Linked DNA regions of Mus musculus: all the other regions are linked to region 1. A link is a contact called in public HiCAR-type, HiChIP or PLAC-seq and promoter capture Hi-C data. All regions are on one chromosome and are shown on one strand. The core of a region is the stretch at or near the end of the contact, and the rest is flanking DNA. Distances in the headings are between cores, read along the strand shown. Region 1 holds the start of Usp38 (ubiquitin specific peptidase 38). Region 2 holds the start of Clgn (calmegin). Region 3 holds the start of Elmod2 (ELMO/CED-12 domain containing 2). Region 4 overlaps Elmod2 (ELMO/CED-12 domain containing 2). Region 5 holds the start of Lsm6 (LSM6 homolog, U6 small nuclear RNA and mRNA degradation associated). Region 6 holds the start of Tbc1d9 (TBC1 domain family, member 9). Region 7 has its middle 25 kb from the start of Tbc1d9.

What was found. Promoter capture Hi-C pulls out the DNA fragments that hold promoters and counts their contacts. HiCAR-type assays count read pairs that join an accessible place to other places. HiChIP or PLAC-seq counts read pairs in DNA pulled down with a chosen protein or histone mark.
Region 2: a contact with region 1 is called in an H3K4me3 HiChIP or PLAC-seq map of embryonic stem cells, with 5 read pairs. The contact joins the promoter of Clgn here to the promoter of Usp38 in region 1. A contact is called at or near these places in 1 of 39 promoter capture datasets (the 3T3-L1 cell line) and 2 of 115 datasets of contacts at active chromatin or transcription factors (embryonic stem cells and pro-B cells).
Region 3: a contact with region 1 is called in a HiCAR-type map of astrocytes, with 7 times the contacts expected there. The contact joins the promoter of Elmod2 here to the promoter of Usp38 in region 1. A contact is called at or near these places in 9 of 39 promoter capture datasets (the 3T3-L1 cell line, the C10 cell line, cranial neural crest and 3 more), 4 of 484 Hi-C or Micro-C datasets (B cells, embryonic stem cells, neutrophils and 1 more), 3 of 115 datasets of contacts at active chromatin or transcription factors (astrocytes, cardiomyocytes and embryonic forebrain) and 1 of 9 other capture datasets (adipose tissue).
Region 4: a contact with region 1 is called in an H3K27ac HiChIP or PLAC-seq map of embryonic stem cells, with 4 times the contacts expected there. The contact joins the enhancer-like site here to the promoter of Usp38 in region 1. A contact is called at or near these places in 2 of 39 promoter capture datasets (hippocampal neurons and liver), 1 of 484 Hi-C or Micro-C datasets (neutrophils) and 3 of 115 datasets of contacts at active chromatin or transcription factors (embryonic forebrain, embryonic stem cells and trophoblast stem cells).
Region 5: a contact with region 1 is called in a promoter capture Hi-C map of liver, with 2.4 times the contacts expected there. The contact joins the promoter of Lsm6 here to the promoter of Usp38 in region 1. A contact is called at or near these places in 2 of 39 promoter capture datasets (both in liver).
Region 6: a HiCAR-type map of astrocytes shows a contact between it and region 1, with 8 times the contacts expected there. The contact joins the promoter of Tbc1d9 here to the promoter of Usp38 in region 1. A contact is called at or near these places in 8 of 39 promoter capture datasets (the C10 cell line, cranial neural crest, embryonic stem cells and 4 more), 5 of 115 datasets of contacts at active chromatin or transcription factors (astrocytes, embryonic forebrain, embryonic stem cells and 1 more) and 1 of 9 other capture datasets (liver).
Region 7: a contact with region 1 is called in an H3K27ac HiChIP or PLAC-seq map of large pre-B cells, with 5 times the contacts expected there. The contact joins the enhancer-like site here to the promoter of Usp38 in region 1. A contact is called at or near these places in 1 of 39 promoter capture datasets (pre-B cells) and 1 of 115 datasets of contacts at active chromatin or transcription factors (large pre-B cells).

Annotation. Positions count from the first base shown.
Region 1 is chr8:81,012,942-81,016,800 of GRCm38.p6, forward strand. Usp38 (ubiquitin specific peptidase 38) reads right to left here and starts at 1,965. Exons shown (of 10, transcript NM_027554.2): 1 at 814-1,965. The coding sequence starts at 1,495.
Region 2 is chr8:83,387,908-83,391,766 of GRCm38.p6, forward strand. Clgn (calmegin) reads left to right here and starts at 1,935. Exons shown (of 15, transcript NM_009904.4): 1 at 1,935-2,193. Gm32377 (a long non-coding RNA gene) reads right to left here and starts at 1,582. Exons shown (of 5, transcript XR_878991.3): 1 at 1,504-1,582.
Region 3 is chr8:83,330,645-83,334,503 of GRCm38.p6, forward strand. It overlaps Elmod2 (ELMO/CED-12 domain containing 2), which reads right to left and starts at 1,842. Exons shown (of 9, transcript NM_178736.5): 1 at 1,706-1,842; 2 at 467-614. The coding sequence starts at 608. It overlaps Gm32327 (predicted gene, 32327), which reads left to right and starts at 1,975. Exons shown (of 2, transcript NR_168721.1): 1 at 1,975-2,406.
Region 4 is chr8:83,313,937-83,317,795 of GRCm38.p6, forward strand. It overlaps Elmod2 (ELMO/CED-12 domain containing 2), which reads right to left. Exons shown (of 9, transcript NM_178736.5): 7 at 3,795-3,859; 8 at 2,865-2,998; 9 at 1-2,525. The coding sequence ends at 2,380. Among named protein-coding and RNA genes, the nearest start is that of Elmod2, 17 kb to the right of the region's middle. Within about 2 kb of position 1,930, at least 11 of the 459 cell types and tissues checked have an H3K27ac peak or open chromatin away from gene starts, as enhancers often do. A contact at or near this core is called in embryonic stem cells, where this site is marked.
Region 5 is chr8:78,819,160-78,823,018 of GRCm38.p6, forward strand. Lsm6 (LSM6 homolog, U6 small nuclear RNA and mRNA degradation associated) reads right to left here and starts at 1,993. Exons shown (of 5, transcript NM_001191004.1): 1 at 1,889-1,993; 2 at 828-926.
Region 6 is chr8:83,163,109-83,166,967 of GRCm38.p6, forward strand. It overlaps Tbc1d9 (TBC1 domain family, member 9), which reads left to right and starts at 2,244. Exons shown (of 21, transcript NM_001111304.1): 1 at 2,244-3,096. The coding sequence starts at 2,967.
Region 7 is chr8:83,138,450-83,142,308 of GRCm38.p6, forward strand. No RefSeq gene overlaps it. Among named protein-coding and RNA genes, the nearest start is that of Tbc1d9, 25 kb to the right of the region's middle. Within about 2 kb of position 1,777, at least 89 of the 459 cell types and tissues checked have an H3K27ac peak or open chromatin away from gene starts, as enhancers often do.

The DNA of each region.
Region 1 (3,859 bases), core at 715-3,214:
AAAAAGGGGCAGCTCCACTAAGTTCAGTCTCACTCTGGCTGTGAACCTATTGTTTCACAACTGCCAGACTCTAAAGCACCTTCAAGTACAGGCACAGACAAGGTTCTAGGTGAGGTTTTCTAAGACCTTTCCCTAGTTTTTGAGGATGCAGTTCATGATAAAGACAAGACAGATTACTTACTACCTAAGCTGTCACACTTGTCTTCATGCTCCCTGGATCTCCTGTCACATACACTGTCGTGAAGTGAAATGCTGACATTTAAAAAACACTACATGGTATACCGGGACAATAATAGATTGTGCGCGACTCATGAATTAAAAAAAAATGAGACCACCAGAAAACAGGAAAAAAAAAAACCCAACAAGATACCCTTCAATAAGATGATAGGTTACACACAGTAATAATAACTCCCTGCGGCAAGCATCATATATGACCATTAGTCAGTAATGACTAGAAGCTTTTCATCCTGGCTGTCAGCCTGTAAGAATTCCAAAACTGGAGCAGAGGTGGTGTAATTAAATGACTTGTTCAGTGACAAAGGTCTTTGGACTTAGGCATCCTCAATGTTTTGGCTCCAGCGTACCATTCTGAACAAGGCAGTGAAGAGGAGTAACATTTTGCATAAGGGTATTTAGTTTTGCTCTCCATCAAGAACGTCTCTTACTGGAGGAGTTACTCTAATAAAATAGGCTACCTGGCCTCTTTCAGTACCCCCAAAGAGAATGCTTCCGGGGGGGAAAAAAGCGCACTGTGTTGATGAGACACACGTGTTGAATTTCCAAGACACACTTTTCTGAAATAATGACCCTTACCTGTGGAAGAGATGCTTGCAAAAACTTCTTGCAGAGAAGGTAGCAGCGTGGAGGGCTCAGCCTTCCAAATATTCTGTAGTAAGGTACTCACTTTCGTTACCTGGGAGACATACTCCCGTAGTTCCTTCTCCTGAGTGGACACGCACTGGAAATGACCTATCGTTCGAACCAGCTGTTGACAGAAGGTAACTGACAGTTTCCCTTTGGGGACGCACTGCACGAAATCGGTCAGGAGGTCGCTCAGCCGGGCACAGAGCACTGGCTCCGGCCTCTCGCAAACCATTCGCAGGACCTCCACCTGGAGCAGGCTGAAGAGATCCAGCACCGACGGGCAGCTCATAATCAGCTTCAGGCCGTTGTGAATGTAGTCCAGGATGGCGACGTCCTTCCTGTCCACTGAGTGGTAGCCCTGCTGAAGGAGGCCCAACACGAAAGTCTTGTTGAAGAAGGACTCGAACTCCGGCCGGTGGTACCGCGCGTAGGCCTCCAGCACCTGGTGGCCCACTTGTCGCTGGAAAGGGTCCTGGCCCTCCAGGATGAGGCGGGTCGTCAGGTCAAACATGGCCTCGCACTGCGCCTCGTCGAGCCAATGCTCCGCGAACTCCACCACCTTCCGCACAATCATCCGCTTGAGGGGCAGCGGGTGCGAGGAGCTCACCAGGCCTTCCAGAATCTTGTCCATCGTCGCCACTCTGCAAGGCCAGGCCCTGGGGATAAAGAGCTGGCAGCGGCAGCCCCGGGGGGCAGCAAAGCGCCCCGGCGGGGAGGAACTTGGAGCCAACCAGCAGCAGGACCGGCCACCGCCACCGCCGCCTCAGCAGCCACATTTATCGAGTGGGAAGGCCCATCCGAGCCGGGACGGGAGCGAGCGATTCTGGGACGCCGAAAGGCTGCGGGTCCCCGCGGTCCGCCTCAGGGGCCGGAGGTCCGCATAAGGCTGCCTCGCTGGGCCCGCGACCTCTCCCAGCCTCCGGGCGCAGGGACCCTCCAGGCTGAGCTGGAAGGTGAGGAGCGCCTTCGTGTCCCGGGTCAGTGCGGAGCCCCGGCTCCCGCGGGTGGGCAGTTAAAAGTCGCCCTGGGTTGAGTCAGGAGGCACTGTCAATGCGAGTACCTCGATCTGCCAAGGAGAGGAGCCGGAGGCGCGGAACACCCTGAACCCGGAAGCAGAAATACTGGCGAATAGGAAGTGAAGCTCCGAGGTACAGCGGATAGGTCCGCCCTCGCCCCGCCCACTTTTTTCCGGTCCTTTCCCGGCTACGTTCGACCCATTTCCTGCTGGCCCCGCCCCTCCCCCTTCTCCATGTAGCTCCTCCCCCGATAGGCCGCGCCCCCTTCCCTGGCGCGCAGGCGCAGAGGCACGGAGTGAGTCACGCGGCCACTCTCACGTCACTGGAGACTGTGTGGTACGTCACTGGCGGACTTCCGGAGGCGCTGCTCAGGGAGCCTACTCTGAGCTCTGAGGTTCTTGTCGCCGGACGTGGATTCCGTCAGTGGTGAGGGTTAGAAACTCAGAGACCACTCAGCGCGAGCGAACCGAGAGTCTATACTGAGCCGCCGGCGACTGCCGGGGGGAAACCCTTCTCTCAGAGCAGCCGGAAGAACGCACTGTGCAGGGAGCTGTAAAAGGCAGAGAACACGGAAACACTACTTCCTTGTTTGCCGTTGGCAGGGAAATAAAGTAAGCAAGCAGCTTACTAGAAGCCCAAAACGTGCAGTTGCCTGAGGCATTTCCCCGAGTTTCTAGGACAGAGTTGGGGTACAGGACTTTTCACTTTCATCAGGGAATGATGGTGTCAGTTTCCGGGTAAACCAAAGATGGCTCCACCTGAGACAAAATGGAGGAACTTTTACTATGTCATAGTCTGAGACATGTTGCTTATGAAGACAATTCGAGGAAGTGCTATTAATTGTTTAAAATCTTGTGTCTGAGAAAATTTTGGAAACGCGAGAAGAGCACTAGTTGAGGAATGGAGGAAAGTATAAGAAAACAAACAAACAAACAAACCAAGCTTTGGGGGAAATCTTTCTAAAGACCTTGTTAGGCCCAGACATACTCCAATGCCTTAAATGGCTGGGTTTTTCCTCTGAAACAATTGCTAATGTAGAGAGAGTACTGGTGGCTCATATATTTAGTGGTGATTCAAAACAAGGTTGTTGTAAGAATAGATTTTTTAGCGGGTGGTGGTGGTGCTCGCTTTTAATCCCAGCACTTGGGAGGCAGAGGCAAGTGGATTTCTGAGTTCGAGGCCAGCCTGGTCTACAGAGTGAGTTCCAGGACAGCCAGGGCTACACAGAGAAACCATGTCTGGAAAAAATAAAAAATAGTGAGCTTTTGTATTCAGTGTTCAGTGTATAAGCAAGATCCTTCTCAGCTAAATTTAGACCCAGGCATAGTGGCATACACCTTTAATCCATGGAGATAAGGCCAAGCAGATCTCTGAGTTCAAGGCCAGCCTGGGACAAGCAGGTTCTAGGTGAAGAGCTTAACTCCAGGCCTGGTGGTACATGCCTTTAGTTCCAGCATTACAAGAGACAGCCATGTAGGTCTCTGAGTTCATTTCAGGAAACCCAAACTTAGGCAGAGAGGGAGTTAGAAAACAGAAAGCTGATAATAGAACATGGTGGAGGTGGGAGGACACATTCCAGCTTCAGCAAGCAGCAGAACTTGGCAGCTTTGGCCATGTGGCTCTGGCTTTAAAGAAGGGATTACTGGGACAATTGATGCTGGTAGCTGGAGCTAAGAAATTAGTGGTGATTACGAAGAGACCAGCGTCACTGAAGTGAAATCTTCTGGGAAGTGTTTTCTGAGAGCACAAAGAAACTGTGTTCCAGAGATAGCCAAGGCTAGATCTCGAGCTGCAGCTCTACGTGGTAATGTGTAAGGGTCACCCAGGTGGTTTTGAAGGCGTGAAGTGATCAGAAAGAGCAGCTGAGGCTTAGCACTGTGCAAGGCCATGGATGGCCATTGGTGAAGGTGCCACCCCAGTTGTAGTTGATGGCCCAGAACTGAGTCATGCAAAGAAGTTGAACCATGAAGAGAACCTAT
Region 2 (3,859 bases), core at 685-3,184, 2.4 Mb after region 1:
TGCAGAGGCAGACGGATTTCTGAGTTCGAGGCCAGCCTGGTCTACAAAGTGAGTTCCAGGACAGTCAGGGCTACACAGAGAAACCCTGTCTTAAAAAAGCAAACAAACAAACAAAAACAAACAAAAAAAACAAATCAAAACAAAAAAAGATATGGAGCAATAAACCTATCCAGAAAGGTTCTTTGGAGCAACTTCTGTGCTGTCTAGAAATGGACAGTTCAAGTCACAGGTCAGTAGCGGCAGCTCGATCCACTCGCAAACACTTCACAGATACACCAGCAGTCCAGGTTAGTAGAGTCAGGTTAGCGACAGCAGTGGCATGACCTAGCAGAGACAGCCAGGCCTCAGCCTTGGCTTGAGTCAGCAGGAGGGACCAAGAGGAACACCAAGAAAAGTTCTGACTATGCCTCTCTCAACCAAGCATAGACCAACAAAGACTCGTGACTAACAAATGTTGCACAGCTAGCTCGATAAGCAAGCCTAGCTCAACCCCTGTCACTGTTAGTTGGGTCCTTTTTATACTCCCTCTAAACATCACGTGTCCTCCACAGGTCCTGCCTTAGCATGTGCGTCTGTCTCAGCTGACATCACTCTGCCAATCAGCCCAAGTCTGCAAAAGCAACAAAAACTACAACACACTACCAACAATTCTTTAATGTGTTTCTATGGAGTCCCGACAGACACAGCTCAACTACACAATGTAAGGCACACCAATACATATGTCATTAGCGAAGAATCCTTTATCACGTGTCCTTTCACATGTTTGCTTTAGCAGAACATCCTCTCTCCTGTGTCTGCTTCAGTGTAACATTCCTTCACGAGTCTGCTGTAGCCTTTCACACCTATGTCCACTTTAACAAGATGCTCCTTCAAGTGTTTGTCCCAGCAAAACACCACCCAACTGACTTTCCAAAGAACCCTTCACACCTCCTTCAGTTAAACCTAGGACAATTTGGGTACCACAGTAACTGTACACAGTGACTGGATAAAACAGACTCTATGCCTAAATAGGATGGACTCTTGGATGGAGGTGTGTTAAGTTTTTAAAAATGTTGCTTGTGCCTAATAAGGAATGAAGACAGTTAGTTAAAATTACTGTATTGAAACCACAGTAAAGTTGAGTCAAGCAAAAAAATGACAGATCCTAAATCAAGGGGCAGACTTCAAACATTTATGAACAGAAAACAGAACGTTTACACAGACTCAAAGTTTGGTCACACAAATTAAGACGATACAAACAATATACAGAATTGTAAACATACAGAGAAAAAAGCAGGTAATGCCTTCAAGGAGTGTTCAAGATTAATAAAAAACCAATTATGTGTCTGTGGCAAATTATTAACATTAATACTGACAAAATGAAAATGTACAGTTTCATTTATAATGTAATAGCAAGCCAGGAGCATGTGTGAAATAGGAAGCTTCCCGGTTGATAACCATGAACAATCAGCTACTAAAACACAAAAATATAGAGGGAAATTTCAGCGTATGAATTTGGCACACCTGCCCTGGCACTCTTTTAAAAACGTTGAGATAAAATTGAGGAAACAAAAGATGTGGATCAACTGATACAGAGCTTGCATAACCCCACCAAGAGGGCTTCAATCACTACTGCATAACAGTGTGGCGTTGCAAATCCAAAAGTCAGGAAGAAGGGAAGGAGGATCAAAAAGTTTAAGGTCATCAGAACAAAACAAGAGAAAGAAAAACAAAAAAACCCAAAACCATCCATCTATTCATCATCCATCCGGGAACCAATTAAGGTGCGACACGAAGAACTGAGCAGTCTGCAGAGCCAGCAGCCTGAGCTCCAGAGAGGGACTGACGTTGGAAGGACCGCATCCCCCCAGGCGCGCGGCCGCTGGGTCCCGAGCGGCGGTTGAGCGGGCCGCTTGCGCACTGGGGCTGCCTCTGCATCCTGCATCCTCCCGCGCGGCCGCTCGCGCACGCGCAGTTAGCAGTCGCTGCTGGGCGGCTGCCGGCGGGATCGCTCTGGGGAGACGCCGGGCACCAAGTAGCGGCCAGTCGGACACCTGAGCTGCCGCTGCTGGACACAAGCCCGCAGGACAGGTGTGTAGACCGCGGGCCGCCTTCCTGCGGCTTGTTCTCTGGGGACCGGGTGAGAAATCGGATCCAGGTGCCCCGCAGCATCCTCTTCTGAGACTAGAAGAAGGCTTAGCTTGGTGCGGCCAGGTGAGGCTGGAGGATGAGTTCAGGGATGAATGTGGGAGTTAGACTCTTGGGTGGGCTCTGCCAACCTCGGGGACAGAGATCAGCCCTGGATGGAGGGAGACGCCACCCTGAGTCCCTTGGGTCCTCCTTCTGCTTCCCTGACACTGGGGAAGGCCAGGTTGCCCTGCCCAGCCTGGCGCCTCTCTCAAGTCCGTTATCCCAGCGGTTGCCACAGCTGCTGTTGCCACTGTGTGGCCCGGTTCCACGAAGCTCTACCACAATCCCTGGAGAGTTCTTCTCGCATCTTTCTAGAAAATGCAACAAAACCAACCTGGGCACATTTGCAGCCCACTTCTCTGTGAAGCCAAAGAACCCTACCTCCCCCACCCCCACGCTCAAACCTGGCTAAGGTGGCCAGAGAATCCTGGCCACTCCCTAGACACTTGGGTGGAGCCTAACAGGAGCCATTGGGGAGTAACCGGCCCTGTGTTGAATCCAGAAAACCTTAATGACTAGAGTCTCATTATCTAAAGCCTGTTTACTATCAGTCAGATACTTTAGCTGAGTTTAAGTGGCATCTGCCCCACCCAGGAGGAAGAAGCTATGCAGGGGTTTGTTTGGGGTTAAAGAGCAAAAGGCTAGGAAGTTGGGAGCTGGAGACCGAAGGTATAAACAGAAATAAACAAATTAGGCAAAACAAAAATTTAAAAATTAGGTGGTCAATGGTTCAATATCTCTGACGAAGATTAATTTATGTTGAAACAGAATAGTAAATCATGGTTGTTTTTCTTGCCCTGAAAAATTGACATCTCCCTAGGTAGCTCTCTTTTTTTGGTAATTGTAATTTTGACCATTTTCTAGTCTACAGTCTGTTGGTTTGGTCATCCAGACACATTGATCCTGTTCCTTAAACTCAAGATAGTCTTTTTTGTCTTGTTTTGATTGGTCTTGTTGGTCTGTTGTCTGTAAATGGTGGCGTGTGCTGATGGATATGCAGCTAGCAGGTGGGGGCTCAGGGCTCTGGGCTTGTTTGGTGTCTACTAAACTTTCCTTCTTTATTATGTAATTAGAAAACAGGAACTGTCAGCTTTGATAGGACTTTCTCTCAACTCATGGGTGACAAGAGGCCCAGAGAAGGGAACCAGTTCAGTTGTCCTTTGAACAACAGTGTTAGTCACTTAGTGACAAGGTATCAAGGGCAGGGAGCTTTCGAATGCCCTTTTCTGGCCTCCTCTGGCACCCACACATACGTGTACATAACCACAAAAGAGAAACACATACATGTAATTAAAGTATATGTGTATGTGTGTGTATAGATAGATATCGATATAGATGGGTAGATATATAGCAAATATTCAGAATGAAAGAATGAGTCATGGAAGGGGCAGTATATGATCATAATTACTAAACATTTTTTAAAGTAGAGTCTAATTTAAGAATTGTTTTTTTTTTTCTCACAAACACCAGGCTTACAAGATGGCAGGGGTTGGTTATAAAGGTTAGCAGGAGTGGACATGACACTGAACAACAACTTACTAGTATCTGTCAGGAAGGCTAGGTCCCTAATGAAGGCTGAGGGATCAAAATGTGTTCATTCCACAAATGCCCTCCTATTCACACCCCAGGGGACCAGTGAGACTATATTCTGTCTATTTTGCTTCGTTTTGGGGGGCCCAGGGCCTTGGGG
Region 3 (3,859 bases), core at 592-3,091, 2.3 Mb after region 1:
CTGACGTTCCCCTGTACTGAGGCATATAAAGTTTGCACGACCAATGGGCCTCTCTTTCCACTGATGGTCGACTAGGCCATCTTCTGATTCATATGCAGCTAGAGACACGAGCTCCAGGGGGTACTCTTCAATCTTTACCTCATACATTTGTGTAAAAATTTCAAATGGAAGAGAGAATAATTTTCTAGTAAACAATTGAAAATATAATCTGAATAATAACTGATACATTTTTAAGACACCCAAAAGGCTCGTTTTTTGGATACATATGGGATGTTTTAGGAAGTTTCTTTTTATATATTCAGTGCTCAATTCAATAGTCAGTAGTAGAATGAAAAGAACTTAAAGACCACAAAGCTTAAGAAACTCAGCTGCAGTGACTCGCTCAAATCAAACTCCCATGGGGTGAGCAGAAGAATTCAGTTAGGTTATAATTAATGTTGAATTTTCTTTATTTTGAAGGTATTACCTATTCTGTAGGTCCTCTGTGCCCCTCCATAGGTGTCAAAAATTCGCTGCAATTCACATTTCCCAGTCATCTGCCGTAAGAGCCATTTCATCCAAAATCGGAAAAAGTGTCCATAGAAAAACTCCCACAGAGACACGAACATGTTTCCCTGGAAAGAGGATATAAACACACAAGCTTAACGGTCTCAAACTGGAATTATAAAACTGAAAAAGAAATTAAGTTGATCCAACTCCCCAAATGATAATGAAATATATTATTCCATTGTGTCTATTTTGTGAGTGTTTAATTCATCAGGCAAGGAAATAACATACAACAGCTTAAATAATGATTTGCCAAATGGTCACTTGAAAAAAAAATGTAAAAAGTAGCCAAATAACTGGCCAAATTATTTAATCGCTAAAAAGAATAACCACATTTCATTTTTGCCAAATATTATATTTAATATTTTGGATTCATACTTCCGTTTTTCATCCCTTGAAACTTGGAACAAAGAAGTTCAAGAATAAAAGGACCAACCGAGCAACAATTTCAAATCTACCACACATCAGATGTGGCTTCCCAAAAAATGAGCTCTTCTCAGCCTTGGTTGAGAGCGCGCCCAGCTGTCCCTGTCAGCTGACTCCGACAAATGAAAACACTACAAGTGGCTTACAAACTGAAGCATACAGGTTGGGAAACCGAGCAGATGGCATCCTGACGAATTCATCATTGTTCTAGTCAGTAGGTGAAGGGCAGAGACACCAAGAGGTTAAAAAACAAAAAACCCCACAAAATCTATACACTTGATATAACTGATCTTGCAATAAAACTCTTTTCGGGTGCTAAACGAAGGGGAGGAGGGATACCGGGAACTCCAGCCCTGGGATTCGCAGACACACCCTCTCTGCGCCCGGGCCCGAGGAGCTGTCAAATTCGAAATCCCCGCAAGGCAAGGCACCAGGTGTCGGTGCCAGACACGCGGATCAGGATCTTTAAAATGAGTCATCCCGTCGGCGCTTGTCGGGACGAAGCGGGCAGAAGTGCCAGGCGCAGGCAGGCCGTCCCGCCGAGCCCCAGGGCCTCGGGAAACCGAGTGCGAGCCCCGTGGGCACCGCGCCGTCCCGCCCCTCTCGCGCGCGGGAACGCTGCACAAAGCCCCGACGGCCCCCGCACCCTGCGGGTTATCCGCGGGACGCCAGCGAGGCTTGCGCAGCCGCACGCCAGCAACTCAGAGTGAGAGAAAAATAAAACAGCAGCCACCTCACAGGAGCGGAAGAACTAGGGGGAAGCTGGCACTGCCTCGGTTTCCCCAGCTGCAAACACCGGCAACGGAAACGACGCTCTACGTGGAGCGCTCCCTGCGAACACCGCGACCCGGAAGTCCGCACGGAGGCTGCGGGGGCGGGGTGTCTCTTGGCTCCGCGCCCCGCCTCTTCGTCTTCTTCCGATTGGCTCGCTCTCAGCCTATCGCCGGCGCGGAAGGAGGGGCCCGCGGGCAGGCGCGCCAGACGCTGGACGGTTCCCATGGCAACGGCGGCGGCCGCACTCCCAGCCCAGCGCCAACGAGTTCCCTGTGGACTCGGCCTGGGAACTTTGCTCTGGGCTTTCCGGGACTCTTCCACCGCGGGCGTGACCACAGCACTTTCACTTACATTTCCTAATCTGCGAAGTGATTATTTCCCATCTTTATGAGGCACAAAGGAAACTTGGGTCGAAGGCACTTTATGGATGACGCAAAAGAACTTGCGTGACTAAGTGTGTGCAATGAGAAGTTGCGAGTTTTTCCTCTGAAAACAAACATGGAACACTTAATTCATCAAACGTTCATTTCTTAACATCGTTTCTACTGGAGGAATAATCTGTGCCTTTTTTTTAAACCTCAAAAGTATGGTTTTTATGTGCTAGGTGGTCTTCTACAAGGGACTCGCACGCCAAACCAACCAGCAAAAGCATAGTATCAGGTGAAGCTGCCTAACAAAGTTATTAAGGGGATTAGGGAGTAGGGGAAGGGATCATTACATACAGCGGAATCAGCAAAGTAAGGATAAGCGTTACTAGAGGAGATGAGGGAGTGTGCTGGGCCAGCTTCAGGAGGAAGACTGATCCACAGGACAGTAAATGTAGAAGTCCTGGGTTAGGAATGTATTACAAAAGGCTGATGGCACAATAATGGGGTTGGTGGGTTGGATAAGAAAGAGCCAAGTGGAGAGAAGGCTAAATATAAAAGAAGTTAAAAATGAAACAAAAGAAATTCCTGAATTGGGCACGCTCATGCATGCCTGTAATTACATGCCAGCTGGAGGGTGATGTGGGCAGGGAGATCTGCAGTTCAAGGCTACTTAAGGATCTGCCTAAAAAAGTAGATAGATAGATAGATAGATAGATAGATAGATAGATAGATAGATAGATAGATAGACAGACAGACAGACAGTTTAGCCTCCTACCCAAACAAGATTCCTGGCTCCTTGGTCCCCTTGTCAGGACCAACCACTATTAGTTCCTTATACTTCCAAAAATATTCAAGCCAGTGTCTTGTCTATGCCCCATCCATCTCCGTGTTAGGTCTGATTAAGTGCGCAGTACATGCCTTTCCAATTTTTCTTTTTTTCAAGACAGGGTTTCTCTGTGTAGCCCTGGCTGTCCTGTCACTTTGTAGACCAGGCTGGCCTCGAACTCAGAAATCCACCTGACTCTGCCTCCTGAGTGCTGGGATTAAAGGCATGCACCACCACGCCCGGCATGCCTTTCCATTTTAAAGGTAGATTCTTCTTGTAGAGCATAAACCTATGAAGGGCAGACAAGCCACCACCTTTGCCCCATGGGAGTGAAATATTTCGTGGAGACCATCTCTCTCCCTGTCTCCAGTCAAGTTCTTGTCCCGCCCTCCTCTAAGAATGGAGTGGTCAGACAACAAAGACGTGTTATTGACACTCTGGGATTAACAGCCTTTACAAGATAAAAACTAGTTTAAACAGATTGCCATGTAGGATTTTACTATTCAGAGCCATTTGAACTCTCAGTTCCTGAAAGCATACAGCTCTAGCAGGTCACTGGACCAGCATGGTGGCCAAGCTGGGACTCAAGGCTCTGAAGCTGCAAGTCTGGAAGTCTACATCAGAGTAGGTATCACAGCAGTGGGTCTTGGAGTCAGGAAGCAGCTGCAGAGACAATTCCCTTCTTAGCCAGACTGCAAACTCTTGGAGAAATGAACCCTCTGCCTCAGCTGCTGGCCATATCCTGGAGCAGCCTCAGGTGAGCTCCCTGCCCAGAGTAGAAGGACCAGGGAGCCTCCAGTCAAATCCATCCCCCGGGAGTGTTGGAGGCAGCCTTTCTTCTATATGCTCCTGCAGTAAGCTGTTCTGTTTCTATAGCTTTGAGTATCCAAATTTATAGGTTACCAAGCAGGCCCTGATT
Region 4 (3,859 bases), core at 680-3,179, 2.3 Mb after region 1:
GGTTCTATTCTTATGCTGCTCTTGTCACTGGTGAAATATTTTCATCGTCACATGTACAAGAATCCATCTCCACATCGATTCTACTGGATTTAATCTAAAATAACGTAACTTTCTTGTACTTCAATGCCATTACTACCAATTGCTACATTGTAATTTTACAAGTCCTAGACACAGGGGAGCATCTAAACATGCGTTTTAAAACTGCATGAAGTTCTGATGTCTGCTGCAAGTAAGGGAACCATTCTAGTATACAACTAGTGACAGTCAAGCTCCCAGAAGATCAGAACTTTGAAGCTGGAATTGGCTAACACATCAGTTCACTATATAATTATCTGAAATGGCTAATGATAATTTTAACAAATAAACAAACAAACAAAAAAAAACAAACAATATCTGTAATGTACAAAGGAGGATTTAAGGACTGTGACATTAACCAAACCATGACAATATGTTCTTAACATCATTAGAGATTTTTTTCTGCCAGAAAATAATTACTTATTATTATTATTATTACTTCCTCTTTCATACTTCAAGTATGCTTTTTGTTACATATGCTGATAAAGAGTTAAATCAGTTCAAGATCTAGGCTGCTCAAAGATTAAAATACATGCATAAGTACTTTTAGCACAAAAGTTAAAGACTAACACAGCTGCTTTCCATGGAGGACTTCACACTATAATACAGTGGACAACAATGGTAACCATGGGCTCCTTGTTAGGGTTTTGGTACACAATGCATCCTAAAACCTGGGTGACAAAAGATTTCTCAAAAATGAAATTACTGTATTACCAGGGTCAACAAGTCCCCTATAAGAAATCAATTATTAAATTCCTATAATACTGAAAAGCTGAATCCTTTCTAGTATTATAAAACAAAGCTACTTTTAAAAAAAGTTTTATCTTCCTTAAGGAAAAGCAATTTGAACCCATGCTCTGCAACACAGTGCTATACAACACTCCAGCTGTGGCTCTCTGATGGGACATCCGTACTGCACATGACTTTCTCATGCTTGCTCTCTCCCCCCAACCCCACAAGTGGGAAGACAGGCTTGACAGAAAACATGAACAAATTGTGAGAAAACAGCAAACTTTCCGCTATCACACAAGCTAGTCTTTAAATACCTGATATTAAAAGATGTGCAAAACAGCACCATGTTTTAGGTTAACCTATCATGTTGTAGACTGGTTTCCACGGGACGTACTCAGTGCTTCTAAGTCCAATCATCTTTCTTATCTTTAGGCTCTTTTTGTTTTGCTCTGAGAACAAATTGCTAAAGCATGCCAAGAGGAAACCACCCCATTAGAATCCCCTCACATAGAATCCTCGACAATACTTGCTGCCCTCCTGAGACTTTGGAGAATAAAGCTATACAAAAATGCACAGTCATGATCCAGGCTATGGTAGCATGTCCCAGCCCACTAACCCAGGTCCCTACAATATTACCCAGAAACACCAGAGTCAAATCAAGGGCAAGCAAAAGTGAACAGCAGGTCAAACACACCAATGATAGGGAACAGATGTCTAAAAAGCTCTCGGTTTTCTTCTTGTGTAAGTTTCAAAGACAGTTTTATCGAAAAAGAAACTATGTTTCAAATGCAGTCCAGATTTTCTCAGCAGAGGCACCTCCTTTCTAAACACACAGGCGGGGTTCTCCCAGGGGGCTCTGAGGAAGGTTCCTTCTACAGCTGATAAAAACAAATACTGACCTGGAGTAAATGCCTAGACTCCTTAGGATAAAACCTCCCACACGGGCTACTTATAAGTAAGAAGCAGCCATCAGTACTGCCACGTCTCGGTTCTTTAGTCAGTGACCAGAAAAATCAAAAGGAAGCCATGATTGTCCACCTTCCCTGACAGAGTCATGTGCCCTCTGCTCCAAGGACAGGACATCTTGACAAGAGCTAAAGACACAAAGAAAGCCTCAGAGGGCACCCTGTGCTGATTTGCCTAGAAATAAAAAGACAAAGGGCATTCAAAAGCCACTTCCAGAGCAAACAATGACCCTGCAGAATTTTCAAAAAGACACCAGCTTGGGAGCACCACACATAAAATGACAACAGACTTGTGCACATTGTGATCAATTGGCTAACTATAAATATACCTGATTTATACTTTTAAACTAACAGGCTAAGACCCAAGTTCCAAACTGTAGTTCATGTACCTCCGGAAGGGCTCTTTGGAAGGGTAAGGGACCTTTGGAGAACAGTGTATAAACAACTGTAAACATACACTGATTGTCCGCTAGCTTTCTTAAATAGAGTTTCTGAAGTATTTTTGTAGGAAATTATATGAGTGTAGTTAATCAGATAATTTCTATAATAACATATAAATTCTGTTGTGTGTGCAAAATGTGGTAGAAAGTGAAGATACACGGATGGTTCATGTTTTCAAAGTGAGCACAGCATTGCAATCCATCAAGAGTCCTTTGATCCGCTCGTGAAACTTCTCTCTGTACAAGTTGAAGTACATAATGCTTTCTGGCTCTTCCTCAAGCCAAAACTTGTCAAATTCATAGACAAGGTAACCTGCAAGTAAAAACACACAAATACATGTCCACAGGAGTAAAATCATCTATTTAGACCATCTTCAGAAAGTATATACGCATCTTGGGTCAGGGAGACAGCTTGGTGAATAAGGCTGCTTGTCACACCAGCCAGACAATCTGAGTTCAAATATAGACAGTAATGTTTAAAGTGCACTTAGAGATCATCTTCCATTATTCTCTTGGATAGCAAAGATCTTAAACAATAAAATGATAAGCATAAACTCTGTATTCAGAGGCATTAGGTTAAAAGCTCTATATTCTGCCTCGCTGAGTGTTAGAATTGCTCTTGGTCAGGTCTGGTTCTGACCCCGATACTCACAGTAAAACTGGTGGAAGTGCTCCATCGTTGGTACCCCAGGGACAAAGTTGTAGAGGTGAAGCTTCAGGGCCTCGCTCTTCAGTAAGCTATAAGCCATCTCTGTAAGGTTGATTCCAACTATTGCATAAGAATACCTACGTCAGAAACATTGCCAGTTACACAGCTAGCTGACGCTCGTAACAGCTTACAGCATGTAAAGAGCTCATTAGTCCACTCCAAACTGTCTCTACTGCACTCCTGACACAGGGCCTACTTTGCAGTAACCTCTCTGAACTCAGACAGTGAGAAAGATCAAAGTGCTTGTTGTTTTGTTTTGTTTGTTTGTTTGTTTTCAAGACAGGGTTTCTCAGTAGCCCTGGCTGTCCTGGAACTTACTCTGTAGACCAGGCTGGCCTTGAACTCACAAATCTGCCTGCCTCTGCCTCCCAAGTGCTGGGATTAAAGGCGTGCGCCACCACCGCCCCGCAAAGTGCTTGTTTTTTTGAAGACTGTTGTTTTCTGAATAGAAGCTAAGAAGTAAAAATAAAAGTTCTGACTGCAACATTTAAATACAATGAGGGACACCCATATACACCATGCTTTATTGTTCTAGTTATTATATACAAAGCAATATAAAGCTAATAACAAGGGCTCAATTTGCATTTTCTTTACTATTTTCAAAGCTAACTCAGATTTTCCTAAGTTTCTCCTTCTACTTTGAAATAGTCCTTGAAAAAAAAAAATGAGCCCTTATCTTTGTTTTATAAACTACATCATGTGATAAAATTTATTTTGGAATACATAGAACACTTATGATCATTTTTCCTTAAAATAGTTTATATTATCCTTTCTGCAGTTTCAATCATTAAAATAACATCATTTTAGGATACATTTTGAAATATACAGTCATTTTCACTTCAAGAGTCTAGTTTTTTTGTTTGCCCAGCTTACCCTAATTTGGGGTGATTTGAGCGGGAGAGAATCTGATGCGCTTCGCTGGTGTAGTTTTCACTGAA
Region 5 (3,859 bases), core at 743-3,242, 2.2 Mb before region 1:
TCTCTGATATGCACATGCAATTCCCGAGGAAGGGTCGCCAGACACCCCCAAAGGGGCTGTGACCTTGGGGTGGGAACTGCTGGCTCAGAGGACAGCACTCTACAACGAAGGACTGAGTGGTGGGAGTGGTTCAACACGTCAGCTGACAGAAATGCTGCCAGGGAGCCCTAGCCACCACCTCGTTCCCTCTCTCTCGGTTTTCTGGCTTAAACACCACGGGATTTTAGGAAAGGCGAGCCTTGGCGTGAGAACCAGATGCTGAGTAGGCAAGCCCCTCTGTGTCTGTGGGTTTAAAGTGTTTACGGATCCAGCCAACCTTGCCTCACCTGGTAAAATGAAGCTGTAATTACTTGTCCAGCGGTCTCTCTGCTACCCAGACACAGACTTTCCCCTTGCTGTACTCCCTAAGCAATACTCTACTGCAACCAGTGACATTAAATGGCACGTTGTGAGTAATCTAGAGATGATGTGAAGGGCACAGGAAGACTGCACAGTTTATATGTAAACACAGAGGAAACCTGAACGTCCATGCACTTTTCGGTACTGGGAGGGATAACAGTAGCACTTATCAGAAGTATCTGATCCCAACACGGGGAAGCTGGAAGCAATCGTCAAAGTCTTGAAAGGGTTGACCTTCAAAAAAATAAATAAATTTCTAGTGCTGAACACAAAAATGTAACTTTTCTATTTTCCAGTCCCTCAATCCAAAAGTAGAAAATAAGCCAGGGAGTTAAAAACAAAACAAAACTTTCTTTAAAGAAGTTCTATTATCTAGTAGGCCACCCTTCAGTGAGAGAAGAGCTGCTGCAGTCGTTAGGGGTACTCACTTGGGAGGCAGGAAACCTGAGTTCTAATCTCTGCTACTTAATTATCTGTGCAGCTTGCGTAACTCATCACCATTTCACCTGTCACGGCCCCAGGCTCATCTGCAAAATAAGGAAGTTAGGCTAGATGGGTACTGGCTGTCTCTTCCTGTTCCAGCATCTGATTAACATGTGCAGTCAGTCAGTCAGTCTGTCTCTCTGTCTGTCTCTGTCTGTCTGTCTGTCTGTCTGTCTCTCTATCTCTCTCTCTCTCTCTCTCTCTCTCTCTCTCTCTCTCTCACACACACACACACAGTCACAGCCTGCAAGTTCAAACTCCCAATAGTAATTCCAAAGTGAGGCTGTGCTTTGCTACTTTAGAACCACAGTAGGCCCTTTCACGGTTTTGAAGAGCCAAATAAATTACTAACACTTTAAGAAAAACCAGTCTCGCAATGTGCAAGAACCATCTATGCTAGTAATTGAAAATTTGAGGAATAGAAGTTAAGGCATCACGATATCGTTCGGGATGCGAAAATGAAGCAAAAAACTCACACCCAAAGACGTCAGCCTGGGAAACAGCTGAATAATTTATGAGATCCACACAATAAAACAGGGGGCCCAAACGAGATCAATGAATTTTAAAATCACAACTTGTCTCATTTTAATGTAAGTATAAAACTAAATACTGGTGTGTGGTTAAAAAACTTGGTGGTCTTAGCTGAAACAGAAACAGGCCCACACAAGAGAAAGGGAGTTGGTGTGCCGAGGCCGTCAGCAAGGACCATTTCCTCCGCTCGTCTGTATTTACTTTCCGTCGCGCAGGGCTCGCGGGTGGAGGAGGGCGCCGAAGTCGCGCGCCACCGTAACCCTGGGCGCTCACCCCAATCGGCGCGAAGCGCGCGCGCCACGGGAGCGCGCCCGGCACCGCGAGCCCGCGTGGCCCAGACCAGCGAGCATCTCCTGGGACGCAGGCCCGGCTCGAGCCGCTCCCCGCCAGCCCGGACCATCCGCGGCCTACGCCAGCCGCTCCCACCCGGAGTGCCTGCCCGCACCCATTCATTCCTCCCAGGCCGCGGGCTCACCTTGCAGCCGGATCCAGAACGCTCACAGGCCGGGCTTCCGCGGACGCGCGCGCCGAAAACCGAAACCGCCCCCGGCAGCGGCTTTCCCATCTCACCCAATCAGCGTCCTCCTTGCCTATGGCGACCCGCGGGGATCAAAAACAGTCAGAACGCGTTAGTGAGCTGGCTTCCAAGACCGGGTTTGTTTAATGGTACCGTCGGCACCCAGCCAGGGCTTGAAGTAAAGGTCCGATATTCTGATATTCTCTCTTTTGCCAGAAAATAGAATACGAAAGCAAAACAACCAACCAAGAGCTAGAAGTGATCTTGTGTGTGTGTGTTTACAGTAAAGAACCTTAAAATATTAAGAAACGGAAACTTACAGTTAAAACGATGGCTGTTGAGCACCCCGAAATAGCCTTAAATAATTTAAAACAAATACAAGTTAAAAGCCTCAAACCCTCAAACTAACTTCTGCATATAAATTAAATGTATGAAGAGATTGTTTCCATGGGAATGCTGAAACAAAAAAATAATTCAAGCAACTCTGAATTATAACGGCATCAATTAGAAAACGTTACAAATTAGTTTAATTGGAAACTGCATGCAGATACTATTTAAGTAGTGTATGGGAACTTGGTTAGGGATACTTCATGAATTCTTAATGCATGCTTTTTATTTATGGAAGAAAAAAAGTCACAGGAAGACAATTTCTTCTACCCCCACGATCTCTTTATATTTTAACTTATATTTTATATTTATATTTTAAATTTTAATTCTGTTTCTGTTGTTTAACATTCAACAAAGTTATAATACCTTCAAACAACAGCTACATAACCCTGATAAGTGTTACAGGATCTAAGATGCAGAATTGTTTTCTGAAACACAAAGTGGATTCCTCCTTTTCTACGTGCCTTTGATTGATATCCTGGACAGTGATCTACCTGCCTTTGGTTGATACCCCAGACAGTGAACAACTGGGTGGAATTTGGAAAAGAACAGGAACATCCTTCTGTCTGTCTGTAAAATTCCAGTTGATGTCAAGACCAAATAATTACAGACATTGATCAAACAGCATTTTAGGCTCTTGAAATATAAAATTAGGAACACAGGTAAAGTCACATTTAAATCAAAGAAGGAGCACGCTATGCCTTGTCCCTAAAATAAAAACTGCTTTATAGGTCAAATTGGGGGCTGAGGATTTAGCACAGTGGTAGCATATCTAGTGTGCATGAACATCTCTGGCACCACAGCGGTAGTGGCATAGTGGCGCTCACACCTGTAATCCTAGCACCCAGGCATGCGTGCAGGAAAATCAGAAATTCAAGATCATCCTCAGCTACAGAATGAGTTTGAGACCAGCCTGGGCTATTTGAGACCTTGTCTAAAAAAAGAAAAAAGAAAGAAAAATCAAATTGTGCTACATACTACATTTCTTACTGACTGTAATTATGATATGCGTATTATATAGAGAGATGAAATAGGTAGGTAGACATAGATATAAGCATAGCTGCTCTCACGTTAGCACAGAGCTGTGATGCAGTCACCGAGTCTGGCTGGTGAACAGGCGGTGAGAAGAGTTTTGGGGGCCTGGTTCATCTGCAGAATAGTTGCCACTGTCTTCGAGGGCACAAGTCTATAAAGTCACAAGGCAACAATTGGTTGGACCAACAAATGTATAAATCTGTGGTTATCCTGAGAAACCCCTCAGCAGCTTAGAACTGGCCTTTACCAAAACACCAGACAGCTTCCCACATTCCGTGTGTGCACTTGCCGGCATCTTTTACGTATTTACAAGAAAAAAAAATGTGTGCAAAACTTCTTCCAGATTCCTGTTGAAAAGCCAGTCTTTAAAATCCTGCACATAACGTTAATTTATTAGGGAGACTTTTTAACATCATAAAAATAATTCAGAAAAGCTTAGCTCAGTTTACTTAGCTCAGTGCTGGATTAATATGCCTGAATTATTATACAGAGGTTAGGGTTGTACAC
Region 6 (3,859 bases), core at 994-3,493, 2.2 Mb after region 1:
GCTAAATTTACACTTTAGGTTGTGTAGAGGTTTTGGTGTCAAGTCATGTATTTGTTGGTTTGATTTGGTTTTTGGAAAAAGGGTTTCTCTGTGTAGCCCTGGTCTGTCATGGAACTCACTGTGGAATAGGCTGGCCTTGAACTCACTCTCAGAGGTGCAAACGCCTCTGCTGGGATTAAAGGTGTGCGCCACCATGCCCAGCAAGCCAGGTGTGTGATCAAGATAAGGATCCTACAAATGGTGTGATTATGGGACCTTGTAGATTCTTTGAAAATGCTACTTTACAAGGTGGGCAGTTATGGAGAAGACCTTTAATCCCATCATTTGAGAGACAGAAGCAGGCAGATCTCTGAGTTTGAGGCCAACCTGGTCTACATTTGAGTTCCAGGACATCCAGGGCTACACAAAGAAATCCTGTTTCAAAAAAGAAAAAAAAAATACTAGTTACAGAAAGTACCTGTTGTTTTTTGCTTGTTGATTTTAATACTGAAAGTGCCAAACTATTACCAAATATTTAGGTCCACAACCCAATACCTCAGTTTCTATGTAGGAAGTAGAAATTGGTAATGGAAAACAATCTTTATTGTGTTTGCCAAACAAGACAGAAAGCACAAACTTTCTCTCCGTTGTGCCCATAGAAGTGCCTACATTACAGAAACCCAAGACATAAAGGACAGAAAAAACCCACAAAAAAACAGAAGCTAGATTTAACTGTGAGACAGTCTAATGCATGCTTTTCTCAAGGTGGAGAGACTTGAGTTCAGGCTGCCCCACTGTCTCCGTTCTCAGCATGGCGGGTTTATTGTAGTTTTAGAAATTATACTGCCACAAAGCAACATACCTGCGTCTGTTAACTGTGTTGAGCATCTTTAAAGGCCTGAAGGTCTAGTGTCTGTCTCCTAAAGAGACTGAAGATGAAAAACAGGTGAAAAGCCAGACCGTTGCTAGTGCAGACCAACCAGAGAGCTTCATGCTTATGCTTCATGAGCCCAGAGGCTCTTGAGTGCAAAGCCATTCTGGGCTACACAGTGGGACCCTGTCAATGGACAGGTATCTAAATGATTAAACAAATCAGGGAGAAGACCCTTGTGGTGACAGGAAGAGAGCCTTGTACTTCTTTAGCACCCTCAGGGCTGGGCACAAAGCCTTGATGGAATGGCTGCCAGTTTGCTCATTCAGCTACTTGGAAGAGTCCTTAACACAGTCAGAAACACACCCAAACCGCTCTTAGTCCATCTGTACTGTTGTCATGAAATACTTGAGATGGTAACTCTTTTTGTTGTTGTTGTTGTTCGAGACAGGGTTTTTCTGTGTAGCCCTGGCTGTCCTGGAACTCACTTTGTAGACCAGGCTGGCCCCGAACTCAGAAATCCACCTGCCTCTGCCTCCCGAGTGCTGGGATTAAAGGCGTGCGCCACCACACCTGGCAAGATGAGTAACTCTTAAAGGAAAGACTTTTATTTCGCATGGTTGTCAAGGTCAGTAAGTCTACAACCATGTGGGCCACATCTGCTGCTGGTTCTGTCTGCTTCCTCACAGAGTTGAGCTGATGGATAAACTAACCCAACTCCTGTGTGCTGCTTTCTGTGTCTTTCTCCATTCCTGATGAGGGACCCCACTCGGCCTAATTGCCTCTAATGGCCCCACAGATTAATGCTGTCACAGTGACTGAATTTGGGGTTGGAAGGACACATTTAAATCATAGGTACACACATAAAAAATGTGTTTGAATGGTTTGGTTATTTGAAAAGAGGAGATTCTCACGATTGGCTAACTTTTGGGCCATTGCAGAGTCTAGTCAACAACTCTGGTCATCTGAAAAGGAAAACCTCTTTGGCTGAAAACATTTCTCCGATCTCTCGGGTGAATGCATTTAGTCGCGTACGATACGCAGTAAATGAGCTGAGACCAGAAAGGGATTCCAGGAATGCAGGGAAAGACAAATTGTTAAAAGCATAAAGTTGCCTGGTCTGAGTGCCTCTGGTTTAATTTTCATAAACAAACAAACAAACAAACAATGCTAGTGTCCCTCAAAGCTCCTAATGCCCAATATAGGAACAGCTGTGGGGAGAATTAGTTGGTTTAAGCTTTTGGTCTGTTTCCAACTTCTCTATAGCTTACGCCCTGTAGGTCAAGGAAAGAAGTGATGTAATGCATTTAGCTGGGCCACTTTAATTACAAAGGAATGGAAGGGGAGTGGCCACCGGTGGTGACAAGTTTAGCGCGTGACTTGATCCAGGGATGCAGGAAACAAAAACATTACCAACCATTGGCTGCGTCCACCTTGGACTCCTGGCTCTAGAGCCAGGTCTGGAACCTGGGAACACACGTTTCCGGGGCAGGGGTGGCGCTGTCCCGCCGAGCGTCAGCCTTGAATACACACGCCACACGCAGGCTCTGGGAGCGGGGCAGCTTCCTCCCTGCTGGGATGGGCGTGGGGCCCTGCGCTCCGCACACAGTCCCTACCGGGCTCGCGAGAAGCCACCCGCGGTCACCCGGGCTCGCGGCGACTGAGCCGCGCTGTCGTCATTCATTCCCAGCGCCGGGAGCGTCCTTCCAGCTCGTTGCCCCGACGCGCAGTGTCCACGAGCGGTGATCTCGGGCTCGGCAGCTGGTGATCACGGCGCCCTGGGGGCTCGGATTCCCGCACAAGCTCGCCCTTGAACACCGCCGCGCCCTGAGACCGAGCCCCGACGCTTGCTCGCCCTGCGGTGGGCAGGGCCGGGCTGCGAGGCTGTGCACTTGGCGAGCGAGGAGCCGTAGGGAGGATGCTACTTGCTGGGTCCCGATCCCCGTCGTCGTTCCCGGCTGCCCGCTGGGTCTTTGTCGCGGGCCGGGAGCCGCGGGCCGCAGCCTGCTGAAGGCCGTCGCGGCCCCGCACCCACGGGCGGGAGGGCGCGCGTGTGCCCGGGAGAGCGCGCCAGTGTGCGGGCCTCTTTGTGCGACTGCCCGCGGCCACCAGGACCATGTGGGTGAATCCGGAGGAGGTACTGCTGGCCAACGCGCTGTGGATCACCGAGAGAGCCAACCCCTACTTCATTCTGCAACGAAGGAAGGGCCACGGGGGCGACGGGGGTGGCGGCGGCGGATTGGCGGGTAAGAACGGGCACTGCGGGAGGCTCCGCCCGGGGCTCTGGCTGCGGACACCCGGGACGCCGCCCGGTCTCCGGGGCTGGGCCTTTTGCCGGCCCTGTCTGGGGGCCTGGAAGGTGTCTCGAGTTGTGATTTTATTTTCCCCCAGACTAGGAGAGAAACGCCTCTTTCCTGACCCTGTCGGGCGATGGGGTCTTTGAGTTCTGGGTGACCCATAGTGGGTTAAGATGAAATTAGCAATGAGTGAATTATTAAGAATCGAACGCCGGGTTGCATACTCTCCCTACCCCCCTTTAACATACTGCTGAATGTATTGAGAAGAGAGATGGAAGATGCTTAGCTTGGACTCAGCTGTCTTTATGGGCAATTAGGTATAAAATACCCTTTTGTTACCAGGGAAGCAATCTGTCAAGAGGCTGATGTGGTCACTTCCTACATGACCTATGAGAATGAATAAGGAAAATGGAATTCTTTTGTTGCATGAGATCTGACATAAAACAAAGCAAGTTATTTGGTTCTGGTCATAAAAAGAATTCGCTGTATAACTGCATTTTAACTAGTTCAGTTAGTTCTCAAACTCCTTCAACAAAATGTTACCAAGATTATTAGCAATCTTTCTCTCTTATAACCCGGTTATTTCCATATTAACTAGCTGTTTTGCATAGGGGGAGGTTACAGGTAATACTGACTTTCAGTGCTAGAGATAGTGGGCCTTCCTTCATGTACTAGAATATTTATTATAGCCAAAGTCAGTGAAAGACATAAG
Region 7 (3,859 bases), core at 527-3,026, 2.1 Mb after region 1:
CGGGGTGGGGAAGCGTATGGGAGGAGCAGCGGTGTCAAAAGAGACATTGGGGCATTCACTCCCAATCACAGACATTGCTCTTGTGCACCTTAGCAGCTGTGCACTTTGTTTCTCAGCTTGTGGAACTGGCAAAATCCCTCCACCATTCATCCCTTCCTGAGGGCTGGTTTGGGAAAAGGTCTTCAGCATCCAGGGCCCTACAAGTATGACAATGTGTATGCAGGCCTTAAAAATGAGGAGCCTTCACCAGGGAGTCTATGAGGGTGAGTCTAGCTGAAACTCCTAGCACTGGGGGATATGACGGCTAAAGTGACCACCTCCTGCAGCCAGGCAGACTCCTCAGTGGAAGGATAAGGGCACCAACCCACCCACAAAACCTTGCCCTGCCTACAAGAAGTGCAGGGACCAGGATGGAGCAGAGACTGAGCAAATGTTCAACCAATGCCTAGCCTCAACTAGTGAGACCCATCCCATGGCTGAGAACCAATTTCTATTAATAATATTCTGTTAGGCTTGCAGGCAGGAGCCTAGCATAATTGTCCTTCGAGAGGCTCCACTCAGCAACTTACTGAAACAGATGCAGAGACCCACAGCTAAGCATTAAACAGAGCTCAGAAAGTCTTGTGGAGGAGTTGGGTGAAGGATTGAGGGACCTGGAGGACAGGGACTCCACAGGAAGACCAACAGTCAACTAACCTGGACCCTTGGGAACTCCCAAAGACTGAACTACCAACCAAAGAGCATGCATGAGTTGGGTTTAGCTCCCCCATACACACACACACACACACACACACACACACACACACACACACACACACTCACACACACACACACACGTAGCAGACGTGCAGCTTGGTCTTCGTACTGGAGCAAGGCCTACCCTGATTCTGCTGATTGCCTGTGGATCCCATTCCCCTAACTGGGCTGCCTTGTCTGGCCTCAGTGGGAAAGGATGTGCCTGGTCCTTCAATGGCTTGAGGTGCCAGGGTAGATTGGTATCCAGGGGGACCTCCCCCTTCTCAGATGAGAAAGGGAGAGAGCTATGGGGAAAAGGGGTGTGTGAGGGGGTGACTTGGAGGAGAGGGGGGATGTGATCAGGATATAAAGTAAATAAATAATTAATGGAAAGAATAAGGATCCTTCAAATCATCATAACTGAGCTGGGTATGTAGCTCAGTTGGTAGAGTTCTGGTCTAGGGTACAAGAAGTCTGGATTCAGTATCCAGTATGGCACAGGGGAAGCATGGTGGTCCCCTGGAATCTCATCATTTAGGAGATGGAGACTGAAGGATTATAAATTCAAGGTCATCTTCACCTACATACTAAGTTTGAAGCCAGCCTAGGATACATGAGTGTCTGTCTCAAAAAAACAAACCAAAACAAAAAACAACAACAAAGTAGGCAGAGCTCAGACACCCGTCAGTACAGAAAGCTTTGAGAAGGAAAGGCACAGCCACATTTCTTTGTGTCCGTCGTGTGATTCTTTTTCCTGTGAAGATGTGACACAAATGCCCACTCATTCGAAAGGGCACAGTTCCAATAAGAGATAAAAGAAAGAATGGCACCACAGTCCAGCGTGGAATCAGCCAGCTTGCTGGGATTCCTCCCAGGAGTGTGCATAAGATGCTCACAGGAACAGAGATGATGCTAAGGAACTTCATGGCAGAGAAGTCCATAGCTCCGATGACAGCTGCCAAGGCTGCAAGCCCAGAGCTCTCTGCAGGAACTACAAGCAGCTAGACTGGTCAGAAAGGCTCCTCAGAGCACTCTGCTCTCTCCCCATTGCCAAACCCCAACAGCTCTTCACACTGCTTCCTTATCCTTGGCAGGGGTGGGGGCCCTCTGGTGAACCTTGGTTTCAGCTTTCCCAGGATGTGGGAGGTTTGTTTACTCCTTGAGTCTCCTGAGTATGTCTCCTTCCTGGAAGGAAACTGCTAGATGTCACTGTCCAGTCCAAAAACTAGGTAACTAGTTTATCAGGCACTGCCTTCTATGGGCCTTCCCTTGCTAGACAATTACAGGCAGTTGTTGAAACAGCATTGAAAGTTCACATAAATACCTCCACCAGTTGGTCACGTTACAGGGATTATTAGTAAATTCTTCATTTTTTCCATCACTTGTGTAAATCTCATTTTCCTATCCTGGGTTTTGCTATGTTAATAAAACAGGATTTCAAAGTCCACAAAGCAAGATAACAGAACTTAACGACTAGAATTCAGTGTTCTAGCATGAAATAGGGTCTCCCAAACAGAGTCTAAGTAATATATTCTACTACATGTACCACATGCCACAGATGACACCCTCATAGGCAGCTGGTGGTCTTTTGATGTGAGTATATCCCTGCCCCTTTAGAACATCATTGCTGGAAGCCTTAATTTACTTTGACAGGGATCAGGAAGAAATGTCAGCCCTCTGTTTCGAATTCAGTCTTACCCAGCCCCTAAGGGGAACCAAAAGAGGAACACACAACCATGGTGGGGAGGAGGTAGACCAGCAAGTACATGCACCTTCGTAAACATCACCTCCAGACACCACTGTGTCCCACACACAGGCACACAACAGCTTCCCCTCTGTATCCTGAGGCCCAGCCAGCCTCTGCTTCTGCCCTGGTCATTTCACAGGAAGCAGTTGACTTCCTCACAGACAGCACACTTGCCGTTTCACTGACTCGAACTAATAGCTGCAACCTCCAATATCTTCCTTATGTGCCAAGAGCTGGAGTACTGTAAGTACTGTAGTCATTTGCCTATCGCACTCTTAGCTAGGAAGTCCAACTGGGATTGGACACAACATTCCTCAAGAACCCAGATGTCTTCATATTGGTACAGTTCTTTCTGCCTTGAGTTTCCTTTGCTTCTATCCCTTTAAAATAGAAGCGACAATTCAAGACATGTTTTTAAAGTATAACTTCATGTCACTGGCCTCATTTCCACATCATCAGCTTGCTCCCTGTCAGGGTGGAAGGTGTCCCTAGTTAATCACGATGCATCATCTGCCCCATGTCAAGCACACAGCTTCATTACTCACACACAGCCAGACACAGTGGGCACACGGCAACTTTTTGTTGTGCAAAGTCAACATTTGCTGGAAGCTGAGTTGCCCAGTTCCGGTTTTCTGGTTTCAGTTCTGAAGAAGGTTCCAATCACTTGCCCTGTCTGGAGACATACTGTTTTTAACTCTTTCTCCTCTGAAAACTCTTTCACTGTACACACCGTGAAAGACATCTGGTTTTGGCCTCTGCTCTTGGAACTGTCTTTACAGTCATAAGAAGATCCCTTTGGTCTTCGTTTGGACCACAAATCAAACCTTAACTGTATTCACAGAAAAATCCTAGCGACTTGATGTCTTTCCAGGAGAAAATGGCATGTAATTCACTTCCTCAGGGCCTTCTTCTGTTTCTTTAAAACACTTTTTATTAACTCTAGTAGTTATTAATATGACCTGGCCAGCCCCCCCCCCCAATAATCGAGACCGAGGCCTACTAGACTTATCTATCAGCTTTAGCACCATTGCTGGGCTAATTACCCCTAATCTATTTTTCTAATGCTAGACTGGCTGCTTCCAGCTAAGCTCCTCAAGTACTTACTCCACCAATCTGTTCTCAGGGCGGGAAGACATTTCACTCAGGTGAGTATTCCTGGTCCACCCTATCTAACAGAGACCTCCTGTTCTCTGTCTTCTCTCTCCTCCCTCCTTCTCATCTCTCCTTCTATCTCTTCTATCTCTCTTCCTCACGGTCCCTACCTGTGACCGCCAGCCTGGTAACTAAAGCCCTGCCTACCTCTATTCTCCCAAGTCATTGGTTGTAGCCACTTTTATTTAACCAATAGCTTTACATTGGGGAGCAAGGTTTATAATA